2 separate regions of the Pan troglodytes genome follow, and region 2 is linked to region 1. A link is a contact called in public HiChIP or PLAC-seq data. All regions are on one chromosome and are shown on one strand. Each heading gives the region's core, a stretch centred on a gene start, on an enhancer-like site or on the middle of the called end of the contact. The rest is flanking DNA. Distances are from core to core; before and after follow the strand shown.

The links. HiChIP or PLAC-seq counts read pairs in DNA pulled down with a chosen protein or histone mark.
Region 2: an H3K4me3 HiChIP or PLAC-seq map of stem cell-derived excitatory neurons shows a contact between it and region 1, with 2.7 times the contacts expected there. The contact joins the promoter of ZBTB8B here to the promoter of RBBP4 in region 1. A contact is called at or near these places in 1 of 7 Hi-C or Micro-C datasets (stem cell-derived neural progenitor cells) and 1 of 1 datasets of contacts at active chromatin or transcription factors (stem cell-derived excitatory neurons).

The regions. Positions count from the first base shown.
Region 1 is chr1:198,313,354-198,320,810 of NHGRI_mPanTro3-v2.0_pri, forward strand. It overlaps RBBP4 (RB binding protein 4, chromatin remodeling factor), which reads right to left and starts at 2,629. Exons shown (of 12, transcript NM_001246374.1): 1 at 2,521-2,629; 2 at 1,782-1,929. The coding sequence starts at 2,536. It overlaps ZBTB8OS (zinc finger and BTB domain containing 8 opposite strand), which reads left to right and starts at 2,165. Exons shown (of 7, transcript XM_063783364.1): 1 at 2,165-2,225.
Region 2 is chr1:198,501,674-198,509,130 of NHGRI_mPanTro3-v2.0_pri, forward strand. ZBTB8B (zinc finger and BTB domain containing 8B) reads right to left here and starts at 4,489. Exons shown (of 4, transcript XM_524650.8): 1 at 4,301-4,489.

The DNA of each region.
Region 1 (7,457 bases), core at 1,379-3,878:
GGAGATTGAGACCATCCTGGCTAACACGGTGAAACCCCGGCTCTACTAAAAATACAAAAAATTAGCCAGGGGTAGTGGCCGGCGCCTGTAGTCCCAGCTACTTGGGAAGCTGAGGCAGGAAAATGGCGTGAACCCGGGAGGCGGAGCTTGCAGTCAGCGGAGATCACGTGACTGCACTCCAGCCTGGGCAACAGAGCGAGACTCCGTCTCAAAAAAAACAAAACACAAAGCAGCTTCTAACTCCCAATTTCTAGGTTTTTACTATGGTTTTGTGTAACATCCCTAGGACACATTTCCCTATTTTTCCTTATGCCACTGTAAAGGTAGCAGCCTCATTCTTAAGTTACTAGTATAATTTCTGCGAAATTTCTATCATTTGTTGAGCTACATCATAGTCTAATAACATTTTGCAATTATCTTAACTTTTAAAGATCCAAGTTTTGAAGGAATTTACTTAGCACACAATCGCTTTTGAATGTTATTCAGAAAACTTAGTTTTGTACCAGAAAATCCATTATTCCAAATGGCACAATGGTCTTGTTAAAACTATGTTAATATCATCTAAATTTACCCTCCTCTTTGTTTTTTGCATTGTCATTTCTTCCTAAGAAATGAGGCAAATTGAGGCAAATTTTCCTTCCTCTGATAATTTTATCTGTACCACTTTTATGCTAATTATAACTAATTTGGATCCCCGATATGTAGCACCAAATACAGCCCCAATAAATGCAAACTATTTTATCCCCTCTACTAGAGATAAGCTACCTACACGTAAGAAACATGGTATTAATCTTTATAGCCCTCATTATGCCCAAACCCCTTATAAGAAAGCCATTCCACCTTCAGGTGTTTTCTAGGTACCCTAATTATCTCTCTACAACTGCTGTCACCATATATAACTATAATTATTAGTTTATATCTGCCACTTCAACTAGACAATGTGCTCCTTGAAGGCAGGTACCATGACATACTACGAGAATTCAAATTAAGTTTTGTTGAGGCCAGGTGCAGTGGCTCACGCCTGTAATCCCGGCACTTTGGGAGGCAGAGGCGGGCGGATCACCAGAGGTCAGGGGGTTGGAGACCAGCCTGTCCCACATGGTAAAACCCCGTCTCTACTAAAAAAACAAAAAAATTTAGCCAGGTGTGGTGGCAGGTGCCTGTAATCCCAGCTACTTGGGAGGGCTTAGGCAGGAGAATCGCTCGAATCTGGGAGGCAGAGGTTGCAGTGAGTCGAGCTCGCGCCACTGCACTCCAGCCTGGACAATAGAGTGAGACTCCGTCTCAAAAAGAAAAACAAAAAAGTTTTGTTGTAAGGACTAGACTCATAGTAATACTTTTTTCTTTTTTTGTGTGGGGGGCAGTAGAGACGGGGGTATTCCCAGGGCTGGTCTCCAACTCCTGGCCTCAAGTAAGCCTCCTGCCTGGGCCTCCCAAAGTGCTCAGATTCCAAGTGTGAGCCACTGCTCCTGGCCATAATACTTTTTGAAAGTTGACAAGTTTTGTACTATTATTTGGTACAGCCACTATTATTACAGGTATTATCATCAGCTACAGCTATTTAATTCAGTATTGAGAAAAAAACGCCAATATGTTTTCTCTTGTCAGGTAAGTTACAAAATCATTTTGTTATTTTGCCTTACTTTGTGGCCTAGAAAAAATGTCACCAAGAGGTTTTGATCACATGCCTTCTCCGGGTGACTGAAGAGCGGAAAAAAGAAAATCAATGAGAAATCTACACTGAAAATACATCAAAATAACGTTCGGGAGAGTCATGTCACCTGGTTACATCTGGAAGCCACTGGGCAGTTAGGCTGGGCCACTCCAGAGCATGGGTCATCACCAAATCATAAAGAAAAGGGGTGTTCTTTTTCCATATTTTGTATTCCTCGTTGATCACTCGTTCTTCCACTGCGTCGTCGAAGGCTGCTAAAATTTTTAAAAACAAATTTAAGTTAGCAAACAAACGGAAACCGAGTAATCCTCTGCAAAGCCACCTGCATGACTCCTACATCCTAACCATGAAATGGAGGTGATTTGTCTAAATCCCCACGGCAGAGGCATGCACACTCTCCACTTTCGCGGCGCCGAAACTCCTCGGGCCATCCCCGCCAAACACTCCGTTACCCGTTCCAGGCCACGGGGCCAGCCAGGCCTTCGGAGCACGCTCGCGCGCGCCGAAACTCACAAGCCGGACGAGGAGGCCCGAGCTCCGAGCCTTGTGGGTAGGAAGCGGTGTCCCCACGCTCGGGACAGAGGCCGAGAAACCGATATCGGAGGCAGGAAGAGAAACAAACACTGGCCGGGGGCCCCACCGCTGGCTTCGCCAGCTGCGACCGAAATCGGTCCCAGGGAACTGGCGAGCCGTTAGCCCGCCCCACGGGGAGTTCCCTCTTCACGCCTTCAGTACCGGGGACTGCACTCGGCAAACTCGGGCCTGCCCTCACTGTTAGGCCATGTCGAGGCCGCGGCTCAGCCCAGGCACCCACTGCCCTCCTGGGTCGGCCCCGGCACCCTCACCTTCCTTGTCGGCCATGGCGGACAGGCGAGCCGGGGGAATCCTGGGGTCGAGCGTTGCAGGAGGGGCGGGGAGGCTGCAAGAGCTCGCTCTGTGCGCGCGGCCTCTATTGTTTCCTGCGCCCCCAGCGCGAAGGCTGACTCGCGCACCTTCGCGCCAACATCAGCCAATCGGAGCGCTCCTAATGGCGGGATGGGCGGGGAAGCCGCGTTCGCGACCAATCCAGACGCGCGGAGTAGCTTTCCGCGGGGACCGAGGCGCGCGCTCCGCCCCTCCCCCCACGCCTCCCCGAGCCGACTTCCAGCGATTGCGCGCGCCGGCGTTGACGGGACTGCGCCCGGTCAGGGTCACGTGAGAGAGGTTTGGTCCGCACACTCCCGCGGCAAGAGGGCAGCCATTTTCTTGAAGGCTATTAAGCTTACGACCCTTTCAGAGTACTGAGATGAAAAATCTAGAATGCCTTCGGGTCTAATTATCAATTTTGGGGGTGAAGCGGGGGAAAAAACCTCGCCAGTCAGACCCAGACGGGTTTCATTCAAGGTGCCCTTCAACGTTTTTCGTTAGTCTTTGGAAAGAACTAGTAATGAAGGAAGCGCAGAAGATGGGGTTTTGGCTTTTTAAATATGCGATCCAAGCGGCAGGGTAGGGACTAAAGTAGGTCAACAGCCAACTCCGAGAAAGGAGTGTGGTCCTTTAAGGGTGTGCGCCAAGGGGCGGAGTCTAGAGCGGAAGTAGTAATTCCGGGCCGAAGTCCGGTGGATGAAGGGCGGAAGTAGAGTGTCTAATCCTGCAGTCATGGCGCAGGAAGAGGAAGATGTTAGAGATTACAATTTGACTGAAGAACAGAAGGCGATCAAGGCCAAGTATCCGCCAGTCAATAGGAAGTACGAGTGTGAGTAGGTGGCTTACTTCTCTCTTTACATGTAAGCACACAGGCATCCCCTCTCCTTACCTGCGGCTTCCTGCTGCTCTTTCTACTGTGCCCCATGGGTACTTCAGGCATGATCCCATTTGTGCCGGCTGTTGTAGTCGCGTTCGTACTTCTCCTGGGAATGCTGAAGGAAAAAGCCACCTGGTTTAATAGTCGCGAAACCTGGCCTCCCTCATTTACAGTCTCTTGAACTTCTTCCACATGTGTCTAATCACATTTATCTTCGTAAATTCTAAAGATAACCATATTTTCAGGCGTTTGCAGTGTTGCTACCCCCATGTATTTCCCAACGGTGAGATTAGAGTGTGCGAGGTTAGAGGACTCGGAAAGCTAATTAGGGGATTTCTAACTTGATGTTTCACCTCGATCATATTAGCAAAAAACCTGGTTTTGCCATTTATGATTGTGATTTTTAAAAATGATTATTTTAGGCCGGGCGCGGTGGCTGACGCCTGTGATCCCAGCACTTTGGGAGGCCGAGGCGGGCGGATCACCTGAGGTCGGAAGTTCGAGATCAGCCTGACCAACATGGAAAAACCCCGTCTCTACTAAAAATACAAAATTAGCTGGGCGTGGTGGAGCATGTCTGTAATCCCAGCTACTCGGGAGACTGAGGCAGGAGAATCGCTTGAACCCGGGAGGCGGAGGTTGCGGTGAGCCGAGATCGCCCCATTGCACTCCAGCCTGGGCAACGAGCGAAACTCTGTCTCAAAAAAAAAAATATATATATATATATGTGTGTGTGTGTGTGTGTGTGTGTGTGTGTGTGTGTGTGTGTTTTTAGAGATGGGGTCTCGCTCTGTCGTCCAGGCTGGAGTGCAATGGAGCGATCATAGCCCGCGCTGCAGTGTCCAGCTGGTTTTGCCATTTATTCGCTTAGTGACTTTAGGTAAATCACATAACCTATCTTTGTCTCTTAAATTCTATATTAAACGTTAAGCTGTCATCCCTAAAGGTAGCTGTGGTTTGGGGAGCACAAATCTGACTTTTATTTATCTGCTTAAAATCTTTCATTAATTTCTCATTGTCCTCTCTGTAAAATCTACTTATTTACCATAGTATTCTAGGCAATGTGCTTTCTGGAGCTGGCATACCTCCTAGCATATCCCCTTCTCTCACTTAAAAACAATTTAAAAATATTATAGGCCGTTTGCGGTGGCTCACACTTATAATCCCAGCACTTGGCGAGACCTACGTGGGTGGATCACCTGAGGTCAGGAGTTCCAGACCAGCCTGGCCAACATGGTGAAACCCCGTCTCTACTAAAAATACAAAAATTAGCTGGGCATGATGGTGGACGCCTGTAATCCCAGCTACTCGGCAGGCTGAGGCAGGAGAATTGCTTGAACCCAGGAGGTCGAGGCTGCAGTGAGCCGAGATCACACCACTGCACTCCAGCCTGGGCAACAGAGTGAGACTGTCTCAAAAAAAAAAAAAAAAAAAAGGCCTGGTGCTGTGGCTCACGCCTGTAATCCCAGCACTTTGGGAGGTTGAGGCGGGTGGATCACCTGAGGTCAGGAGTTTGAGATCAGCCTGGCCTGGCCAACATGGTGAAACCCCATCTCTACTAAAAATACAAAAATTAGCTAGGCATGGTGGTGGGTGCCTGTAATCCCAGCTGCTTGGGCGGCTGAGGCAGGAGAATCGCTTGAACCTGGGAGGCGGAGGTTGCAGTGAGCCGAGATCGCGCCACTGCACTCCAGCCTGGGCGACAGAGCCAGACTCCATCTCAAAAAAAAAATTATTTTTAATAGGTCATATATATTGATTTGAAATTCAGAAAGTGTAACATAGGCAGTGAAAAGTAACTCTGGCAGCCCCCATCCTCAACCACCTAGTCCCCCTCTGTAGAGCAGTCATCGTTACCTTTTTCTTACATGTACATGCCTAGATGTTCTAGCATTTGCTTTAACCAATTTTCAGTTGATGGACGTTTAGGCTATTTCTACTCTTGTGGTATTAGAAACAGTGCAGCATTGAATACACTTGTACATCCACTGTTTTGTACATGTGCAAGTGGATCTGTAGAATCAAGTTCTCCAAGTTTTTTTTGTTTCCATTGCTAAGACTTCTACATTTTTTAAAAGGATATTTTAACTTGGACAGTTATTGCCAAATTGCTCTCTATAGGAGTTGTACCAATTTATACTTTCACTAGTATTGTGTGAATGTGCCTCTTTCCTCCCACTTCTACTAATTGTTACCATACTTTTTTATCTTTTCTAATTTGTAAAGTATACTTACTGTATTTTTCTTATTGTAAGTGAAGTTGAACATATTATAGTGTTTTGGAAGCTATTTGTATTTCCCATTCTGGGGTGTGTATGTTAATATTCTTAGCCCTTTTTTCTCTTGGGTTATTTTTTTTTTCTCTTGGGTTGTTGGTTTTTCTTACTAGGCAGAAAGTATTTTTATGCAATGCAGTTCATTAACTAGCGGTCCCCAACCTTTTTGGCACCAGGGACTGGTTTCACGGAAGTCAGTTTTTCCACCAACGGGGGTTGTAGGGGAGGATGGTTTCAGGATGATTCAAGCGCATTACATTTATTGTGCATTTTATTTCTATTATTATTACATTGTAATATATAATGAAATAATTATACAACTCACTGTAATATAGAATCAGTGGGAGCCCTGAACTTGTTTTCTTGTAACTAGATGGTCCCATCTGGGGATGACAGATCATCAGGCTTTAGATTCTCATAAGGAGCACACAGCCTAGATCCCTCAATGTGCGGTTCACAATAGTGTTCAAGCTCCTATTAGAATCTAATGCTGTGTCTGATCTGAAACGAGGTGGAGCTCAGGCAGTAATGTTAGCAATGGGGAGCTGTTGTAAATATAGAAGAAGCTTTGTGAGCTCACGTCCTGCTGTGCTGCCTGGTTCCTAACAGGCCACCAACTGGTACTGGCCAGGGGGTTGGGGACCCCCTGCATTGACCCTTTCTTTCTTTTCTTTTTTTTTTTTTTTTTTTGAGACAGAGTCTCGCTTTGTCATCCAGGTTGGAGTGCAGTGGCATGATCTCCAGTCACTGCAACCTCTGCCTCCCAGGTTCAAGTAATTCTTCTGCCTCAGCCTCCTGAGTAGCTGGGACTACAGACATGCACCACCACACCTGGCTAATTTTTTTCTTTTTTTTTTTTGAGACAGAGTAGCTGGGATTACAGGCATGCACCACCGTGCCTGGCTAATTTTGTATTTTTAGTAGAGACAGGGTTTCTCCATGTTGGTCAGGGTGGTCTCGAACTTCCAATCTCGAACTTCCAATCTCAGGTGATCCGCCCGCCTCGGCCTCCGAAGTGCTGGGATTACAGGTGTAAGCCACCACGCCTGGCATTTTTTTTTTTTTTTTTTTTTTTTTTTTTGAGACAGTATCTTGCTCTGTCTCCCAGGCTGGAGTGCAGTGGCACCATCTCAGCTCACAGCAACCTCCGCCTCCTGGGTTCAAGTGATTCTCTTGCCTCAACCTTCCGTATGGCTGGGATTACAGGTGCCCACCACCACACCCGGCTAATTTTTGTGGTTTTTTTTAGTAGAGACAGGGTTTCACCATGCTGGCCAGGATGGTCTTGAACTCCTGACCTCAAGTGATCCGCCCACCTGAGCCTCCCAAAGTGCTGGGGTTACAGGCATGAGCCACCACTCCTGGCCAACCCTTTTTTTTTATGGCTTCTAAGATAAGAAGTCATACTCAGGGAATGCCTCGTCCACTGAGATTTTAAAATAATTTTCCTAATTTTTTTTTTATACATTTGAAAATAGAACTTTTGGCCGGCGGATCACGAGGTCAGGAGATCGAGGCCATCCTGGCTAACATGGTGAAACCCTGTCTCTACTAAAAATACAAAAAAATTAGCCAGGCGAGGTGGCGGGCGCCTGTAGTCCCAGCTACTCGGGAGGCTGAGGCAGGAGAATGGCGTGAACCCGGGAGGCGGAGCTTGCAGTGAGCCGAGATTGCACCACTGCACTCCAGCCTGGGCGACAGAGTGAGACTCTGTCTCAAAAAA
Region 2 (7,457 bases), core at 3,239-5,738, 190 kb after region 1:
CCATCTCTACTAAAAATTAGCCAGGCGTGGTGGCGGGTACCTGAGTCCCAGCTACTCGGGAGGCTGAGGCAGGAGAACTGCTTGAACCCAGGAGGCGGAGGTTGCAGTGAGCTGAGACTGCGCCACTACACTCCAGCCTGGGCGACAGAGTGAGATTCTGTCTCAAAAAAAAAAAAATTGTACTTGAGTGTTTAGTGTATCAATCTGAAACTGGTTTTCTTTTTTAGAGGAAGGGTCTTGGGTCTGTCGCCCAAGCCAGAGTGCAAATGGTGTGATCATAGCTCACTACACCCTCAAACTCCTGGGCTCAAGCAACCCTCCTGCTTCAGCCTCCCAAGACCTAGGACTACAGGTGCATACCACTGCGCCTGGCCAATTAAAAAAAAATTTTTTTTTGTAGAGATGGCAGTCTTGCTATGTTTCCTAGGCTGGTCTCAAGCTCTTTGCCTCAAGCGATCCTCCTGCCTCCACCCCTCAAAGTCCTGAGATTACAAGCATAAGCCACCACACCCAGCCTCCAGTGTCCCAATTCAAAACTTTGAGACTGGTCTTTTTTTTTTTTTTTTGAGACAGATTCTCACTCTCTCGCCCAGGCTGGACTGCAACCTCCGCCTTCCATATTCAAGCGATTCTCCTGCCTCAGCCTCCCAAGTAGCTGGGATTACAGGTGTATGCCACCACACCCAGCTAATTTTTTGTATTTTAGTAGAGACGGGGTTTCACTGTGTTACCCAGGCTGGTCACGAACGAGACTGGTCTCCTTTTATCATCATTATACTGAAGTATTTGGTGGATTCTTGGGCTAGCCAGCATGCATTCCCCATTCTTTTGGTTCTAGTGCCTTTTTTCGGCTTTGATGGAAGCATCCTTCCCCCATTCTTGGCCAACATGCTTTGCATAAAGCTGGTGCCATCCTCAAGCACCAGGTGTGTAAGCTATAATGTAGGCTAATAAAATTAAGGCATCCCACCCTGTGACCACAGTGATTGGCTCGGAGATGGCCATGTAGTTTTCAGAGCCAATGAAAAGCAATGAAACATTTGCTGGAATTTCAAAAAAGAGCACTCTTTGCTCTGTGGGATGCAGGATGTGAGGGATGTTGCTGCCATACCACCAGGGAAGTCAGCCTAACAAAGATGACAGCCCAGCTCAGGCTGATGGAGCCTGGGGACAACATTGGAGCCCCAACTCAAGCAGTGCCAGAAGCCAATTAAGTTCCTTTTTGGTTTAGCTGGTCTGAGTTGGGTTTTCTTTTTTAAATATTATTATTATTATTTTTTGAGATGGGGGATGGGGTCTCACTCTGTCACCCAGGCTGGAGTGCAGTGGTGTGATCTCGGCCCACTCTGAACTCTGCCTCCCTGGCTAAAGTAATCATCCTACCTCAGCCTCCCGAGTAGCTGGGACTACAGGTACCCACCCCCACGCCAGGCTAATTTTTTTTGTACTTTTGGTAGAGACAGGGTTTTGCCATGTTGCCCAGGCTGGTCTCGAACTCCTGGCCTCAAGTGATCTGCCCCCCTCGGCCTCCTAAAGTGCTGGGGTTACAGGTGTGAGACACCACACCTGGCCTCTGAGTTGAGTTTTCTATTTCATGCAACTGGGAGACTCCTAACTGACTGATTCCACTACCCTTGGTTAACTCCTGTTTATTATTTATGTCCTGGCCCTTCTCTGTCAATGAACTACAAGCCCTTTGAAAGCATGAGCCATGTCTTATTCAATTTTATATCCCTTACAGTATCTGGCAGAGTGCTTTGGACAAAATAGATTTGTTAAGCAAAAAAGGAATATTCATTTCTTAACTGCTTAGTAGATAAACTATAAACCAAGTTTAAAATCCACTTGGGGCCGGGTGTGGTGGCTCACACTTGTAATCCCAGCACTTTGGGAGGCCAAGGTGAGTAGATCACCTGGGGTCAGGAGTTCGAGACCAGCCTGGCCAACGTAGTGAAACCCCGTCTCTACTAAAAATACAAAAAAATTAGCTGGGCATGGTGGCGGGCACCTGTAATCCCAGCTACTCGGGAGGCTGAGGCAGGAGAATCACTTGAACCCAGAAGGCGGTGGAGGCGGAGGTTGCAGTGAGCAGAGATTGTGCCACTGCACTCCAGCCTGGGCGATAGTGTGAGACTCCATCTCAAAAAAAAAAAAAACACAAGAAGTGTGTGGAGGGACTTTCACCTTTCATTTTAAACCTTTCTGATAGAATGTTTTACTATGTGCATGTATTGCTTTTCTTTTCTTTTGAGACGGGGTCTCACTTTGTTACCCAGGTTGGAGTGCAGTCCATGATCACAGTTCACTGCCGCCTCGACCTCCCAGGCTCAAGCAATCCTCCTACCTCAGCCTCCCGAGTAGCTGTGACTACAGGCATGCAGCACCACACTCAGCTAATTCTGAAAACATTTTTTTGTAGAGATGGGGTCTCACTATGTTGCCCTGGCTGGTCTCAATGGTCTCGAACTCCTGGACTCAAGTGATCCTTCTGCCTTGGCTTTTTTCTTTGTTAACTAAGAAAAAAAGGAGGCAGGGCAGAGGGGTAAGGAGTTGGTAAGCCAGGTAGATAAATATGTAAGTACGCACAACACTTCTTAACTTGTAGTATGGTCTGATCTATAGGGGCTCTTCCCAGGGCACTTCCGTCTTTCACTGGAAAAGCCTCATTTCCAGAAATAGCACCTAAAACCAATTTCTTTTGGCTTTCTTACTGAAATTATTTTTTATTCTATTGCAATTATTTTTATTCTACTTCCTGACGTTGCAAAAGTCTATCCGTATAGTATTTTCTTCAAAATTTTCCCCAATCCTGTACTTGGTATATATTGTGTAAATATTTATTTATATCACCCCCATTTGCCTGAAGTGCTCTGCTGCCCCGGGAAGTGCTGAGGATCACCACTCATCCCAGAAGAGCAGCTCTTAGGGCAGACTGCTCTCAGAAGCACATTTATCCGCACTCTGGCAGGGAACCTCCCAACCATCCCACGGTTCCAACTCAATTCAACGGTTACCGGCTACATACAATGCCTGACACAAGGAAGATGCCAGGAATAGAAAAATGAACCAAGTATAGTGCCTGTCCTCCAGGAGACAGCAGATGCCAACACAACTACCTGCAATACAAACTCTCATATACCCTTGACGGAGTCCTAGACAGATCACACAACTGTCTCTGTTCAGAGGCCAAAAGCAGCCTTGAATTCCACCCCCGACCCTTTCTGACAAGACTCCTCCAGTCCCACCAACCTGAGAATAACAAAAACCTGCTCCTCAATTTTAGTAAATATTAAGCACTATTCCTTATAAAACACTGTACAAAGTACAAGCATATTCATTTTACTTTTTAAATTAAAATTTTTAAAAGGCACGGTCTTGCTCGGTTGCCCAGGCTGGAGTGCACGATCCTACCTCAATGCAGCCTGGAACTCCTGGGCTCAAGAGATCCTCCCGACCTTAGCTTCCCGAGTAGCAGGGACTACAGGTGCACGCCACCATGCCTGGCTTTTACAAGCACATTAGTTTTCACCTCACAATAATCCAGTGCGACAGATACTCTTAACTACATCCTCTTTTTCAGAGGAGGAACTGAGATTCAAAGATGCAGATAACATCACCAAGTTAGTAATAGAACAGAGATCCGACTGACTCCCGGGTTGACATCCTTAACCACTATGCTAACCGGCCTCCTCAAACCCTCCAGGACACGATGCGACAGGTTGGGGAAGTCACTCCTTTCTTTTAGGCATGGATCGGAGGAGAAGGACACTGGAGAAGTTTCCATTTCCATGCGAAGAATTTCAGGGTCAACTGCATCTAAACTGCTTGCAAGACAGACCCTCCCCCGTCCAGCATCAGACGACCTGCAGAGAGGCCACCAGAACCAGCTACAGGGCACGGCCCCCGAGGGTGGGGCCCCAAGGCCTAGCCCCTCCCATGGCCTCCCGCGGACAAAGTGGCCATCGCTGCCGCTGGCACTTCTCCAGTGTGGCCGAGCCCCCCACGCCTGGGCACCATTCACCGTGGAAGTAGTCGGCGCCGCGACCCCCGGCTGGACGACGCGGAGGACACCCAATGACAGGGAAGCTGGGGGCCCACGGCGGCGCCTGCCCCTCCCCACGCTGGAAGGGCTCGCGGGGCGGAGGGCCCAGGAGTTGCCAGGGCCAAGCGGTCCGAAGGAGGATGACTGAGTGGGGGCAACCCTGCCCGCTAACCCCAATCTCCGGCCAGCCTCCCGGGTGCTAGGAATCCGCCCCAAACCAACGAAAGCGGCAGCGCCAACCCGCTTCTTCGCGCTCACCTTCCAGCGGGTTCCGGCAGCGCAGCCACGGAGCTCCGCGCACCGACACGCCCCCCTTTCATTCACCTGGCGCCCTCCGATGAGAGGCGGGGCGGCTGGCCAATCGCGGGAGCGCCTGGCCTCGGGAAGGCGGGCCCTTCGGCCAGCAGGGTGGTCAATGGCGCTGGTGCCCCTCGGAGGATGCGCTCTGAAGGCGCCGGTGCTCGCAGGGTGATGGGAGTTGTGGTCTCAGCGCTGGCTTTTCGGGTAAAGATAGAGTGGACAAAACTACAAGTACCAAGATGCCAAAAGGGGCGAGGACCAGTGCTAGCGAAAGGCTGCAGCTCGGTTCGGTCTTTTGAGTCCCACTTGAGGGACCTGCCAAGTACCGGTCTCTTTGTCTGGAGAGCGAAAAGCACGTCGTGGGTATTAATGCAGCCCAGGGAATAAGAGCTGTGACTCATCAGTCCGCACATATTTCACCTACTGGCGCTGTCCGCAAAAATCTGGAAATAAGTGAAATGGTTTAATCGATTCAACAGGTTTTTATTGCATACCCGCGGTTTCTTTCACTGGGTAGTCGTTACAAAAGATAAAAGATTCAGCTCTTCCCTTGACAGGCTCTCCGGTTCATACATACTAGTGAAACGGCTAAATGGCAGTACTAGGTGCTAAGTGACCGTACAGGCGTGTTCTTGTCAGCTGTGAGCAAGACAAGGCAGCTTACCGCTCTCAGGGAGCTTAGTTCTAATGGGGGTGTATTCGTTTGCTAGGGCTGCTGTACCTAAGTATCACCAACCCGGTGGCGTCAATAACAGATCTTATTGTCTGACAATCCTGGGGGCATCTGAAAGCAAGATGTTGGCAGGGTTCGTTCCTTTTGAGCACTGTGAGGAAACGGTCTCTTCCAGGCTTCTCTCCTGGGCTTGCATATGGCCATCTTCATGTTCACAGGGTATATTCCCTGTATATGTCTCCATGTCAAAATGTCTCCTTTTGGTTGCAGTGAGTCGAGATCGCGCCACTGCACTCCAGCCTGGGGCGACAGAGAGAGACTCCGTCTCCAAAAAAAAAGTATTTTTATAAGGATACCAGTCATATTGGATTAGGGGTTCACTCTATGCCAGTATGACTTTTTTTTTTTTTTTTTTTTTTTTTTTTTGAGACGGAGCCTCAGACTCTGTTGCCCAGGCTGGAGTGGTGGCGGGTGGATCACCTGAGGTCAGGAGTTCGAGACCAGCCTGGCCAACATGGTGAAACCCCATCTCTACTAAAAATACAAAAATTAGCCAGGCGTGGGCCAGTAATCCCAGCTACTTGGGAGGCTGAGGCAGGAGAATGGCTTGAACCAAAGAGATTGCAGTGAGTGGAGATCTGGCCACTGCACTCCAGCCTGAGCAGCAGAGCAAGACTCTGTCTCAAAAAAAAAAAAAAAAAAAAAAAAAAAACAGAAAAAAACGCTACCCCCTTCGCTGACAGACCCTGATGAGGAGTAGTGAGCCATGCTAAGATAAAACAGAAAACCGGTTGGTACATATCTAAGAAACAGGAGAATGCCATTGGGTTGAGGAAGTGGATGGCAGGTAGACCAGCTTAATGGGCATGCAACCCATGCAGTGGCACAGGGCCGCACACTCAGAAAGGGCTGGTGCTTCCAGGTGAGGTTTTTTACTTAACAAAACAAAACAAAAAAAGAGCCAGGTGCGGTGGCTTACACCTGTAATCCCAGCACTTTGGGAGGCTGAGGCAGGCGGATCACTTGAGACCAGCCTGGCCAACATGGCAAAACCCAGTGTCTACTAAAAATACAAAAATTAGCTGAGCATGGTGACACATACCTGTAATCCCAGCTACTTGGGAGGCTGAGGCATGAGAACCACTTGAACCTGGAAGGTGGAGGTTGCAGTGAGCTGAGATTGTGCCACTGCACTGTTTCAAGGAGAGGAGGAGGAGGAGGAGGAGAGAGGGAAGAGGGAAGAAGAAGAAGAAGAGGAAGAGGAAGGAGAAGGAGAAGAAGAAGAAGAGGAAGAAGAAGAAGATTTAATTACTAACAAAAAGAAAATCTAAATAAATATTTTAAAAATTAAAAAAAAAAAGAAAGGGCTGATGCCTGGTTTAATGCTCTGCCATTGCCCTCTTAAAATTCTTAGTAGTTTTTGAACAAGGAGCTCTGCATTTTCATTTTGCATTGGAACCCACAAATTATGTAGCCAGTCCAAGCGACAGGAAATATGAATGGATAGAGAAGCAAAGGCCAGATTATGTAGGAATTTGTAGGCCACCTTAAGGAGTTTGGATTTTTTCTTATGAATGTGAAGGGACACCTTCGAAGGATCTTAAGCAGGGAAGAGATAAGATATGATCTCTCCCCTGCTGATAGATGCTGATAACTGGGGATAGGGTAGAGGTGGTAGAGATGGAGGGGTTTGTTTAGGATATATTTTAGAGCTTGTCAAAAATGTAATTGCAGTTCACTCTAAAGATAACTCAATAATTTTAGAAGGTAAAATGTCAGCCAAACACCACTGTACTATCTATCAAAGAAAAGTAGTTTACCTATTTCTTGTAAAGCTGGATACCCGGAGAGGGACAGCAGCAGTTACATCTTTCCTGTTAGTGTGGCTGTCCTTGCCACCCGGTTCCCGAAGGCCAGCTCGGGTGCTGAGGACTTTTGATCATCATGGCAGCAGAGAAAGCATCAGAAGTGAGGAGCACCAAGCTTCTCTGGGCTCAGCCTTTTGTATCTTCTTACCTGGGAAGTCATGTCATTGATGCCTTCACCTTAATTATGACTGTACCTGGAACTTACCCTAGTATTCATTCCACATCTCCTGCATCCAGGCTCCAAGCTTCAGGTCCCAAATTTTATGACTATGGCACACGCAACCTGTACTGGATGACCTAGTAACATTCCAGACTGCTAACGTAAAAGGGCTTTTTGGGGTGGCCTGCATAGGACATGCCCCTGACAACTAGGCATAGGAAATGTTTAGAGGCCTTATGATCTCTAGATCTGATGTGGTCTGCTGTGGGACTTACTCTCGCCACCAAGACCAGCACAACCTTTAGTGTTAGATGCTCTGAACTTCAGTATATTTTTCAAGGTTCAGTTAAAACTAACCTGGCTAGTTTAAGCAAAAAGCAACCTGGCTAGTTTAAACAGAAAAGAATTCATATA